2 separate regions of the Mus musculus genome follow, and region 1 is linked to region 2. The links are chromatin contacts, called in public promoter capture Hi-C maps. All regions are on one chromosome and are shown on one strand. Each heading gives the region's core, a stretch centred on a gene start, on an enhancer-like site or on the middle of the called end of the contact. The rest is flanking DNA. Distances are from core to core; before and after follow the strand shown.

The links. Promoter capture Hi-C pulls out the DNA fragments that hold promoters and counts their contacts.
Region 1: a contact with region 2 is called in a promoter capture Hi-C map of hippocampal neurons, with 2.4 times the contacts expected there. The contact joins the enhancer-like site here to the promoter of Get1 in region 2. A contact is called at or near these places in 3 of 39 promoter capture datasets (hippocampal neurons and liver), 2 of 484 Hi-C or Micro-C datasets (the P5424 cell line and cerebral cortex), 1 of 115 datasets of contacts at active chromatin or transcription factors (embryonic stem cells) and 1 of 9 other capture datasets (pancreatic islet).

The regions. Positions count from the first base shown.
Region 1 is chr16:96,224,534-96,231,691 of GRCm38.p6, forward strand. Sh3bgr (SH3-binding domain glutamic acid-rich protein) reads left to right here. Exons shown (of 8, transcript NM_015825.2): 7 at 1-58; 8 at 3,990-4,400. The coding sequence ends at 27. Among named protein-coding and RNA genes, the nearest start is that of Sh3bgr, 28 kb to the left of the region's middle. Within about 2 kb of position 4,523, at least 22 of the 459 cell types and tissues checked have an H3K27ac peak or open chromatin away from gene starts, as enhancers often do. A contact at or near this core is called in cerebral cortex and hippocampal neurons, where this site is marked.
Region 2 is chr16:96,141,911-96,148,380 of GRCm38.p6, forward strand. Get1 (guided entry of tail-anchored proteins factor 1) reads left to right here and starts at 3,490. Exons shown (of 5, transcript NM_207301.3): 1 at 3,490-3,668. The coding sequence starts at 3,567.

The DNA of each region.
Region 1 (7,158 bases), core at 3,273-5,772, 84 kb after region 2:
GAGGCAGGAGAAGGGGAAGATTCTTAGGCCTTTCAGGCTGGTGCTTCAACTTTCCCAGGTAGGAGCATAATTCTGGAGCTGAGTGCTAGCTCCTGTGTGACCTGTGTGACCTGTGTGACCTGTGTGATCTGTGTGTCCTGTGTGTCCTGTGTGACCTGTGTGACCTGTATAACCTGTGTGTCCTGTGTGACCTGTGTGACCTGTGTGTCCTGTGTGACCTGTGTGTCCTGTGTGACCTGTGTGTCCTGTGTGTCCTGTGTGACCTGTGTGACCTGTGTGACCTGTGTGTCCTGTGTGATCTGTGTGACCTGTATAACCTGTGTGTCCTGTGTGACCTGTGTGACCTGTGTGTCCTGTGTGACCTGTGTGTCCTGTGTGACCTGTGTGTCCTGTGTGTCCTGTGTGACCTGTGTGACCTGTGTGACCTGTGTGACCTGTGTGACCTGTGTGACCTGTCACAGGTCTATCTCTCCTGCTCAGCTCTGTGCACTGCAGGCTTCATTGGCTACCATGTCTATGAGTTTGCACTAGGGCATGATGGGAAGGGAATAAAGAAGGGTCAGTGTGCATACACTTCCTCCTCTACATGATATTTACTTAAGAGCTGGCACAGAAGCAGCTTCCGGTCCTGATGCCTCTACTAGCCAGCATGCTTGCATGTCCACAGCATGACTGATCTCATTACTGATGATGCTGACTGCAAATCTAATCCAAAAGTCACTGAGCTAGCTACTGCTTCATGAAAGACAATTGCTGTTGCTGTGCATGTCATCCTAAGGACTGCACAGTCTGTCTCCACTTATTAATATCAACTGAACATTTGTGTGTTCACACTGTGGACCAGGAACACTTGTGTGGACACACTGTGGACCAGGAACACTTGTGTGGACACACTGCACTAGAAACACTTGTGTGGACACACTGCTGACTAGATACACTTGTGTGGACACACTGCTGACTAGATACACTTGTGTGGACACACTGTGGACCAGGAACACTTGTGTGGACACACTGTGGACTAGGAACACTTGTGTGGACACACTGTGGACCAGGAACACTTGTGTGGACACACTGTGCACTAGGAACACTTGTGTGGACACACTGGACTAGGAGACATTTGGCTTTTGCTTCCTTGTGGTTTTAAATATCTGTTGGTGATAAAACAGTAACTATGTAATTCTCTACAGGTAGGTAAGTATCACATGAGTATGTTAATGGGAGAATGGCAGTTTACAGTGACTGGGAATATGAAGGATGTGGTGGGATCCTTAGCTACCAGAGGCTAGGTGAAAACCCTAGAAATCACCTTGTGCTGTGAAAGCAGCTGGTTTCTTGAGACACAAGGACAACACATTTGCAAAAAGGGGTTGCTGCTGTCATTGTCTTTGTGACCCACTCTGGGGCAGCAGGTATTTTAGGATCGTCCTTACAATTTTTCTGCCATGGCTTTAAAAAAATTGAAGAGTATTTTAGTCTCTTTCCTGTCTATATCACACCTGTGTTAAAAGACGTGAGTCAGACTTCCAGTTACAGCCAGGAGAGCAGCTGAGGAGGACATAACAAGGGACGAGTACCCCAGCACACAGTAGGCCATCAGCAAGACCTGTGATGAGACTTGGTCCCCGACTAGAAAAAAAGGTTCATGTAGAGATGGAAAAGGAACTCCTTGGTACTCTGATGTATTGCTTAAGGAACAACTTAAGCAATGCTGTGTAGACAACCGGTGAGGTGGGGTCTGCCATCTTGAATGGTTGGTTTAGTCAGCTGAGTGATAACATTTGCTGGGGTCACCAGTGCAGCCTTTGCTGCATTCCTCTGTGTGTGTGTGTGTGTGTGTGTGTGTGTGCGTATGTGTATGTACACAGAGTGAACATTCCATCTCAAAATTTTCATGGAAAAGAAGCTTCAAGATGGTTTGTGTGTTCTTAGGACATCTTGAAGCTGGTGGGAATGGCTATCACAGTTTGTTACTGGTTCATAAAATTATAACCTTCCATTTATATTACACAGGACTTGATGCCTCCCCCATCCCCATGTTTCTTTTATGCTGTGGATACACACCACTGCCACCTGGCCATAGAATTCTACTTAGTTTTGTTTGTTTTCTTGAGACAGGGTTCCTCTGTGTAGCCCTGGCTGTCCTGGAACTCACTCTATAGACTAGGCTGGTCTTGAACTTCAGAGATCCTCCTGCCTCTGCCTCCCGAGTGCTGGGATTAATGACAAGCACTACCACCACTACCACCTGGCCACAGACCTCTACTTTAAGGTCAACTGTCTGTCAGATTTTGGTAACAGCTCCACTGCTAAGGAATGAACTGGGACTCATTTTTGAGAATTTTATAAAATTCCATCAGAAGAACTGGGGAAAATGCAAAAGTGATAAATTTACCATCAAACTAGGAGTAAAGCAAATTGCCACAGGGCCACAGGGCCACAGGGCCACAGGGCCACAGGGTCACAGGGTCACAGGGCTACAGGGCCACAGGGCCACAGGGTCACAGGGTCACAGGGTCACAGGGCCACAGAGCCACAGGGCCACAGGGTCACAGGGTCACAGGGCTACAGGGCCACAGGGCCACAGGGCCACAGAACCACAGGGCTACAGAGCCACAGAGCCACAGAACCACAGGGCCAAGAGCCACAGGGCCACAGAACCACAGGGCCACAGGCAGCTTCCCAAATACTGCAGATCCATCACTACTCACAACACTTGTAGAGTTCCTTGAAAATTATGCAGTTCTGAGATGACGACCATGAAATCCTGAGTGTGAAATGGCACCGTGGAGAGAGAAGCCTTAGTGTGTGGTTGTTGTCCAGGTTCAACCCCAGAGTTAAAATGAAAGCAATGTGGCACTGGGCAGAGCATTTGGTGTGTTTCCCCGAGGGTTCTAGGTTGGAACCCAGCCAGTAGTAATCTGTTTCAGAGTCTGAACACCTGGACGTGAAGGCGGGACCCAGGCAGCACCGCAAATTTCACCCTTGACTCCTCTTACTTTCTTCACGTGCGCCATGGCAGATAGCAGGGTCCAAGTCCCTGGGAACCACTCAGCTTCCAGAGGCAAGCCTGTCTCTGTGCTGGGGGATTTCATACTCAGATTGAAAACGTGACCTGCTGGAGTGCGTGGCAGTGAACAGAACTGTGAAGACACTCTCTTGTGCAGTCTAGAGTTGGAATCCAAACTATGCTTGAATCTGAGGAGCAACAGTGTGTGGTTTTCAGATTCTGCTTTGGTTTTTTTTTTTTTTTTTTTGTTGTTGTTGTTGTTTGTTTGTTTTTGTCTTTTGATGCAGAGTCTCATTCTGTCACCCTGGCTGGCCTTGAACTCATGAACTCACAGAGATCCTCCTGCTTCTGCCTCCTAAATGCTGCCTTTAAAGGCATGGTGGCACAGACCCAGCATAGTATTCGGAATTGAATTCCTCCTCCTGAGGCTGGACAGATGGCTCAGTGGTTAAGAGTACTTGCTGCTCTTACCAAGCATTCAAATTTGGTTCCTAGCACCTAAATTGCCTGGGACTCAAGCTCCAAGGGATCCCATGCCTTCCTGTGGCATCCATGGGCACCCTCATATACACATGATGCACACACACGCGTACATATGTGTATAAACATACATATTAATAAACAAATAAATAACACTCCTTCCCAATGCACATGACTCAATCCTGCTTTCTAGTGGAGACTTGCACTGTTGAAATTACCCATCAGGAACTTGGCTGAAGATGCAACCGCTCTGCCTTCCACTAACAAATGGTTGGGAAGCCATAGAGAGCTTTCCTTTCTTCTGGTGTTTGGTATATGTTAGGTCTGATAACCAGTACACACCTGGCTCCGTTCTCATGATGGAGATTTATTTTCTCTTCTTTACTTGCAGCCACAAATGGTAAAATGTGGCCCTGCCTTCCTGGTTTGTGGGTTGGATAGTGAAGATCACAGTGATCATTCTGTCTTTAACAGTCTTCTCACAATATTTCCTTCCTTCTAGAATATCCGAGCCACGAGGCTACATTTGAACTCTCTCTTCTCCATTAACGCAACGAAATACTTGGCTGGAAGCCAGCACCCTTCCCTCGGCACACCTGGGTTCACTGAGGACTCACGCCCTCCCAGACAGCTAGGTGCATGTGGGTCTCTACCTCACTGTGTCAACACGAGGCTGAATGTGAAGACTGCACGCGTACGCTGCCTGAAATTTTTGGTCTTTGCTTAACGTTTGTTTCCTTGGCTATGCACAAGTAGACCTTCTCGTTAATATTCTGCAAACAGGATCTTGAGGCGTAGTTTCCCCTCTGTGACATAGCAGAAGGATTTCTTTGTGTACTGCTTGTTTTAGGCTTGGCTTTCAGAACAAAACACTTCCCAGAGAGCAATCATAAATAAAGATTGATGCCAAGAATCTACCTGGTCTTATTGTTTTTCTCCTCACCCCTTCCTGGTTCATCTCTCTGCCTCTGTGAGGACTTGAACTTGCTCTTTCTGTTCAGACTAAGTCCTGTATACCCTGTCGTGCCAATTGGTTCAGGTTTTCAAGTGATTGCTGTGCACACTCTGCAGAGCACTGACACCCACACATGCAGGGGTGCAGCTAGGACATGATGTCTGCAACTTCACGGTCTTTGTACAATTTTGGCTGCAGGAACCTCTATGATCCCCTGGCTGCCGATTGGTTTGCAGGGTCAGCAACAGCTGACTGCTTCGGATAGGTTGGACCACATCACTCTGCTTGCCTGCCAATGTTACTTTATCAGAGCTATTTTCTTCCCTGTTACATTCTGTGGCACTCCGTTTCCCCTGCCATTCTGGGCAGGGATGGATGCCTCTGGCTCTGGGGGTGGGGTAGGCGTGGGGCAGAGGTGGGGGTAAGGGTACGGGCGGGAGGCAAGGCTCCTATCTTTGCTGTGCTGTCCCCTCTTGTCACAGTCACTGTGTTAGTGTCTCCTGCAGAGAGGTCAACTTCCCTCAGCTGAGCCATGCGCTGTTTACAATGTACTATTTAGCTGCAGCAGTCAAACTCTGGAAGATAGCTCTTTTCTTGTTACCTTGGTAACAAAAAGAGACTTTTTTTTTTGAAGCAAATTAGTCCCTCCCCCAATCACTGAAGTAGCTTTCCTTTAAAAACGTTTCTCTAAGAATTGGGAACAAAACACCCATGGACGGAGTTACAAAGTTTGGAGCTGAGACAAAAGGATGGACCATTTAGAGACTGTCATACCCGGGGCTCCATCCCATAATCAGCCTCCAAGTGCTGACACCATTGCATACACTAGCAAGATTTTGCTGAAAGGACCCAGATATAGCTGTCTTTTGTGAGGCTATCCCGGTGCCTGGCAAACACAGAAGTGGATGCTCACAGTCAGCTATTGGATGGATCACAGGGCCCCCAAGGGAGGAGCTAGAGAAACTACCCAAGGAGCTAAAGGGGTCTGCAACCCTATAGGTGGAACAACAATATGAACTAACCAGTACCCCACAGAGCTCGTGCCTCTAGCTGCATATGTAGCAGAAGATGGCCTAGTTGGCCATCATTGGAAAGAGAGGCCCATTGGTCTTGCAAACTTTATATGTCCCAGTACAGGGGAACACCAGGGCCAAGAAATGGGAGTGGGTGGGTAGTGGAGTCGGGGGAAGGGTATGGGGGACTTTTGGGATAGCATTGGAAATGTAAATGAAGAAAATACCTAATTAAAAAAAATTTAAAAAAAGTTTATCTTCTAAAAGCAAGGTAGGTAAAAGACTGGTAATAGGGAAACGATGGGTGAGGTTGGCCTCTCCTTGTGAGTATGTGCACATGTGCACCCCCAAAGAACTCAAAATTCCGTGTTGAAAAACAAGGAGGACCCCTCCTCAATTAATTGACTAATTTTATGGTAATCTGATGGGATTAAAGAGCTTGATTGGTCTAAAGAAGGCCCGAGCATTCAAAGTAAGATTTTTTTTTAATTAGAAAATCAGTGACATAAAAGCTAATTTGTTTCTTTAAGCCTGAGTAGTCTTTGTTGCTCATCCCTGGGGAGGGTCCTCTGTCCCACTGGTGCAAGAACCTACCTCACACTCTAAGGACCACTAGGGGGCGACAAAACACAGGCTTCGTGGTCTGGTGCCGTGGCCTTTAGGGCCAGCTGCCTGTTTGTCCACGGTAGGGTACTTCAGGATGAAATCACTGGGCAGCCAAGGCGTTTACCAAGGAAGAGAGCAGGCAAAACTAAAACCTCTACACAATAGTGAGCTGACAAGCACGTCGTCGTTCATAATGTTTTTATTCGAGATCACGTGCAGGTCTAAAATTAAAATTTGTGCACATATGAATCTATTGCATGTAAACACAGACATATACAAAATACTGGGCTCCATGGTGACATTTTCTTTCTTTCTTTTTTTTTTTTTTTTTTTTTTGTTTGTTTGTTTTCGAGACAGGGTTTCTCTGTGTAGCCCTGGCTGTCCTGGAACTCACTTTGCAGACCAGGCTGGCCTCGAACTCAGAAATCCGCCTGCCTCTGCCTCCCGAGTGCTGGGATTAAAGGCATGTGCCAACATGCCCGGCCCATGGTGACATTTTCACACCTACCTGGCAAGCATTTTCTGCTGTTCTCCCTTATTGTACACACTCTCTCTCATGTCCCCATTCTGTCCTCTGCAAGTTCCCATGTCCTAAAAATCTTTTGTCTTTAAATGTGTATGGGTGTTTTACCTTCATGACTGTACCACATCTGCAGTACCTGGTCCCCAGGGAGGAGAGAAGAGGGAGCCACAGCCCCTAGGACTGGAGTTACAGACACCTGTAAGCCACTATGTGGGTGCCGGGACTTGATTCTTGGTTTTCTGGGAGAGTCCCCTCAAAGCTTTAAAACTTTACTAGTCGCTTATGTGTGCGTGCCTGCATTAGTTTATGTGCACTTTGTGTGTACAGGTACCTGAGGGGGCAACAGGATGGTGTGGAATCCCCAGAACTGGAGTTCCAGACAGTTGTGAACTGTCATGTGGGCAGGAACCAAACCTGGGTCCCCTGTAGGAGCAGTGACTGCTCTTAACTGCTGAGCCATGTCTCCAACCCAGTTCTTAAAAACTTCAAAGCAGGCAAATAATCCGCTTTCCCATGCTTGCCTTCCACAGGAGTCCATGCTAACTCTGCCAGCCCCATGTTGGCAATTTTGATA
Region 2 (6,470 bases), core at 2,240-4,739:
AAGTGGTTGTGAGCCACCATGTGGTTGCTGGGAATTGAGCTCAGGACCTCTGGAAGAGCAGTCAGTGCTCTTAACCGCTGAGCCATCTCTCCAGCCCCCTCTTTTATTTTCTGTCGCTTGCTAATACATACCACGCACATTCCCAGCCACCTCATCCAACTTAGAATGAGGACATGGATGGCTATCTAAGCCCGTGTCTCTTCACAGTCTTCTGTCTGGTGGTAATCATTTGCAATACTCATATTTATTTACTTAAGCAGTAGGAAGAAACTGGGGACTGGGGACTTTGGGTTCATTATCTTATTATTCTGTCTTGCAGTTAGTAAGATATGTCAATCACAGAGGGTCTCTCAAGTCTTTGTGCACCCCAAGGATAATCTGCCTGAGTGCTGGTGTTATGTAGGCATATGCCGCCTGTAGTCTGCCTGGTTGCAGGTTTCTAGCCCAGGAGATTATCTTTGGTTGTCTGCATGGACCCGGTGTAATCATAGGCTTCCAAAAGTGAAAGAGGGAGTTGGGAGGTGGGAAGGATGTTTGACTCCAAGTCCAAGCAGAGGGTTGTGATGCGGACCTTGAAAACAGAAGAGAGCCATGAGGTCAGATTGCTGGCCTCAAATGTTGGTCTTTGCCTGAGGGATTCCAGAAGGAAGATGGTCTATTTTTAACCCAGTGAGATGCACTTCACATTTTGAAACTCTAGGACTATAAGATAACAAATTTACTAAATCCCAATCCACTAAACGTATGGTTATTGATGACTGTTATGTGGAGCCCAGCAGAGATGACCACTCAGACAGTTTCTAGTCAACTGAAAGTCTTTATTCCAGTCAGCTGGGACTACAGTCAGGTATTTGAGACCCGAGGGTAGCACTAAGTGTCCAGAGCACAGGGTTATAGAAAGCAGAAACCACATCCAGGCATCTTTTGCTGTGCAGGAAAGAAGGTTTGTACAGGCAGAGAGTTTAAGAGAAGATAATCTGGGATATCTTGACCTTGGGTCCTTAGAGTAGGGCTGGGTAATTTTCCATGGCATTCTCCATCAAGGAGATGAAATTTTTTCTTTTCGTTTTTTCTTTTCTTTTCTTTTTCTTTCTTTCTTTCTTTCTTTCTTTCTTTCTTTCTTTCTTTCTTTCTTTCTTTCTTTTTTTTGAGACAGGGTTTCTCTGTGTAGCCCTGGCTGTCCTAGAACTCACTCTGTAGACCAGGCTGGCCTCGAACTCAGAAATCCGCCTACTCCTCCTGAGTGCTGGGATTAAAGGCGTGCGCCACCACTAGCCTCAGCAAGACCACAAGATGGAGGAACCTCAGAACTGTCACACCCTGTCACAATAGCAGAATCAAAACACAAATAAGAGCTCATTATGAACTTTATGTGCCAGAATTTGTACCAGATCTTGATTGATATTTTCACACTTTCCTTTTTTTTAGATTTGTTTGTTTATTTATTTATTATATGTAAGTACACTATAGCTGTCTTCAGACACCCCAGAAGAGGGCATCAGATCTCATTATGGATGGCTGTGAGCCACCATGTGGTTGCTGGAATTTGAACTCAGGTCCTTCAGAAGAACAGTCAGTGCTCTTAACTGCTGAGCCATCTCTCACCAGCCCTTCACACTTTCTTTATACATGTTAGAACTCAGTCTTCAGCTGAGAACTGTTTTTGAGAGTGCTCAACAGGAATTAGGAGCTGTCAAACTGAGATGCCCCTGAGAGCCAGGAAGAGCTTCTCCTAGACACCTGTCTTGTTAGGTTTTACTGCTGTGAACAAACACGATGACCAAGGCAACTCTTATAAGGACAACATTTAACTGGGGCTGGTTTACAGGTCCAGAGTTTCAGGACACTATCATCAAGGAGGGAGTATGGAAGCCTCCAGGCAGGCATAATGCAGATGGAGCTGAGAGTTCTACATCTTCATCTGAAGACTGCTAGCAGAATACTGGCTTCCAGGCAGCTAGGATGAGGGTCTTAAAGCCCACACCCACAGTGACACACTTACTCCAACAGGGGCCCATCTTCTAATAGTGGCACTCTCTGGGCTGAGCACATACAAACCATCACACCACCCCAGCTGCATGTATGTTATAGGCTATTCACCAGAAATTTTTTTAGTATCTCGCCTCACCAAGAACAGAGTGGTCCTCCTGTACAGTGGGGACCTTGGTTGATAATTTCCTTTTCATTCTAAAAAGCAGAGATTTGGGATTGAAGAGCAAGCAGGTGTGTGTGTGTGTGTGTGTGTGTGTGTGTGTGTGTGTGTGTGTATGTGTCAAGGTGGGTTTGTGGGGAGGGAGACTTAGACACACTGCCATAATTTCTCACGAGGCTGCTCTTCCTTAATCTATCTAAAACCTCAGCGTGGAGAGAGAGCACCTGGCAGTCTGTCTACAGTCCAGTTGGAAGGGAAGGTTATGGAGTGGCAGTCTCCTAGTCAGCGTGCCCTTTCGTTGAGATAATTCATCCCACCGCTGCTGGTAGAAACACAGGCAGTGTTTCTAGAAGTAACCCGTTCTCTGACTAACGTGGCAGAAAAGACAGCCAACTATCTTCCACTTTATTCCCCATATACAAGTGAGCCGCGGTTCTTTTGTTATGAATACTCATCATTGCCTAAATTTAGATAATTTTATTAAAAGCTCACTGTAAACTTTTTCTTTGTGCGTGCTGAGCATGGCTGGTACCTAAGACTTCCCACATGCTTGGCAAGTCTCTACCAGTCACTATGTGATGTCTTTTGATGAATAAACTTATCTTTTAGGGTGACGATTTTCTACATTGTTCGTGTTTATTAGTGCTTAGTTTTAAAATGTAGTCGAACCATTTTACATGCGACAACGGTTTAGGAAACAGTTTCAGTTACCATCTATGATAAAGTAACTTTCTATTCATGCAGAGGCTTATCCTAAAATAAATTTATTTAAGAATAAAAGTGAGAGGGCTGGTGAGATGGCTCAGTGGGTAAGAGCACCCGACTGCTCTTCCGAAGGTCAGGAGTTCAAATCCCAGCAACCACATGGTGGCTCACAACCATCAGTAATGAGATCTGACTCCCTCTTCTGGAGTGTCTGAGGACAGCTACAGTGTACTTACAATAAATAAATAAATCTTTAAAAAAAATTCATATACATAAAAAAGAATAAAAGTGCGTTAGTTAACTCAGTAAGAACGTAAATAGTTTTCGGTTACTACAAGCAATCACAGTTTGCCAAAACCTGTTTAGCCTCCCGAAGTGGGCTATCACCCGGCTACGGAAGCCGGGAAGGCGAAAGGCGAAAATGGCTGCTAAGTAACATCCCATGCTGCCCCCTAGAGGAGGTGTAGCGTGCGTGCACCGCGGCCCGACGTGTAGCCCTAGCCGTGGCGCGCCGGCGCAGGCGCAGTTGACGACGCCGTCTCCCTGGTGCTGCCATAGCGGAACAGGACTGCAGTGCGCAGGCGCAGTTGACGACGCTGCTCCCAGGCGCTGCCGTAGCGGAGCAGGGCTGCAGTGCGCAGGCGTAGGCGAGCGCGGAGGCGCGGTCACCATGGCGCTGTCGTAGCGGTGCAGGTGCCTGGGATCCAGCATGAGCGCGTCCGAGACGGACCGCTGGGCGTGGCTGCTGGTGTTGAGCTTCGTGTTCGGGTGTAACTTGCTGCGCATCCTCCTGCCGTCCCTGTCCTCGTTTGTAAGTAGCTGCCGGGGGCGGGGAGCGGCCGAGCGCGGGGCCTTGCGCGGTCCATGCTGCAAGCTCTCTTCCTCCAGGTGCCTCCGAGCTTCTCACAGATCGCGAGGTTGCAACCAGCTCTGGAGGGTGGGAGGTCCCAAGCCACGCTTCGCGACAGAGGAGCAGCCCCGGCCCAGCATCCTCACAGGTGCCTGGCTCCGGAGCGGCTGATCCCCGGCTACAGGGAGCCCCCTTCTGTTCTGTCCGTGGGAACAAGGAACACTACAGAGCAATCTAAACAGGCCATACCGTTCTTGCACATTCAGGTTTCTGTTTATGTATGGGGGGTGTTTTTCCTGCGTGTGTATCTGTGCACTGTGTGCTTTCATTGCCAGCAGAGTCCAGAAGAGAGCGCTGGATGCTCTGGAATTGGAGTTACAGACATTAGTTATCTGCCACGTGGGTCCTGGGAACAGAACCCAGGCCCTCTATAGTAGTATCCAGTGCTCTTATCCACTGAGCCATCTCCAGCCCCAACATACTTTCCATATTTTACTCATGCCTGTATAATGAAGTCTGCACACAGTTCTCCAAAGGACTGGATGCAGAAAGGTTTAGAAGGACTTTTCTGTGTACTGGAAGAGGGATTGGGGACTACTAACTGGGGATGGATGTCCCCACACTCAATGACCTGTCTGCAAAGTTCTCTTCATCTGTCCTGCTATCTGTAGCCTTTAAACCATTTAAAAAAAACTATTTGTTATGTGAGAGTTTCGCTTGCATGTATGTAAGTGCATCACACGTATGCAGTGCTTTTGAGTCCAGAAGGGGCATTGATTCCCTGACACTGGAGTCAAGGACTCCATGTGAGCCACTATGTGAGTGTGCTCTTGACCACTGAGCTATCTCTCCACCCTCTTAATCTGTAGCCATTAAAGATTTTATGTGTGTGTGTGTGTGTGTGTGTTCTGAGTGTATGTATATGCACCATGTGAACGAGGTTGCCTGAGGAGGCCAGAAGAGGCAGTCACATTCTCTGGAACTGACTTATAGATGGTGTGAGCAGCCACATGCATGCTGGGAACTGAACCTGGATCCTCTGAAAGAGCCACAAGTGTGCTTAACCCCCAACACATCTCTCTAACCTGTATCTATAGCCTTGGAAAACATGTTCTGTAATAAACCAGTGGGCAAGATTTTTGCTCTGAGTTTCGTGAGCTGGTCTAGCAAATTGGTGAAGCCTGAAGAGGGGTCAAGGGAACTCTGACTTGTAGCTGGGCTGTGTGATTTGTGAGTGAGACCCCCCCTCCCCATCTGTGGGATTTGACACTCTCTGCAGAATGGGGAATACCTAGCATGTGAACCCACACATTTGGGATCACTGCAGTCATCTGTGTTGTGGACGGTTGGTAGGAGAGACTGAACATGATACCTTCATCATCTGTCTTTCTGGAGAGGCATCTAGTCCTTCACCCCTGTAATCTTTTTGTTAGTTTCAGTGGTTAAAGTTGCTTGTGTGTTTGGCTAGCAATCCCTTGTGGTTATGTGTGTTCTCATTCTGCTTTCTTGTGTGTTTTATTTTTCCACCGTGTGTGTGTGTGTGTGTGTGTGTGTGTGTATGTGTGTAAGGCTGAGGTCAGTTGGTGTCAAGGATAGCCCTTGGCCACTCTTCTGCCTTATTCATTGAGGCAGGGTCTCTCAGTAAAACCCAGAGTACACTGACTGGGCTAGCTTGCTGTGGGGACCCTGGCTCCCTCCCTATCTACACTCACCTTTCAGGTGGTTCCTTGTGCTTGTATAGCAGGAGTTTTAGCTCCTGAGCCGGATCCTTACCTTGAGGGTTCCACGTCCTCCTGTCCTGTGTCTTGTTCCCTTTCACCTCACAGTCGAGCTAAGGGAATGGAACTCAGATGTTTAGGGAGGCTGTGTTGGGCCATCCTCCTCACTGAGTCATGAGTTTCCAGTAGCTAGCAGGGCGGGAGGAGATAGAGATCCTGTGATCGACTCAGGGTCCTCCAGTACACGATGACCAGACTTGGGCGTGTTCTGTATTAGTCCCTCCTCACAAAGGATGGGCACTGTAGCTTACTTGTATCAGTTTAGGAGTTCTATAAAATCATGATAAGGAATTAGGAAATTATCAGTTCCTCTATACAGCATTGCTACATGAGCTTCTAACAGTGGCAGGAATGCATACCAGCAGCGGGAAGCGATTCTGGAATGAAGTCTCTGAGAATCCTGCCTCTCAGAGTGCACCCATTGCAGCCATGCAAAAATGGTGGACCATCTTCAGGAAACTCAGCTGCTTGCCATAGGCTTTCCTAGATGGCTTCTGTCAGCTGGAGTGGGTCTGGTGCCTGTGGTTGTCCTGGATGGAATTTTCCCGAGGGTCCTTCCCTTTAGGTCGGTCACGACATGCGTAGTCGAGACCGTGTAATTTATAAAGTAAGGGATCCAATGTTGTCTTAGGAGAAGGGGACACTGGACACACCGTGTGCTCATACATGGGAGGTACGCTGCTCTGGTGCCCCTGAAATGACGAGTACAGGTGGGTGAGGCTCTTGTGAGTTTTGCAGAATTCCCAGGACTGGCATGGCCGTCCTGGACTTGCAGTGTGCTGGTGCCCATGCTAAGTTCCTGACAGACCCTGCTCTGCTGTCAGTCACATGTGCACACATGCTTCAGGGGCCTGGCTGGTGTAGCCAGCTTCTCGAGGTGTGTTCAGCAGTTTTGAAGTTACCCTTTGCTTTGTGCTCCAAGCCTTAGGTACTCGCTTTCCACAGACCAGACTCTGAGCAAAGCCCTTGTTTGGAATGTTATTTA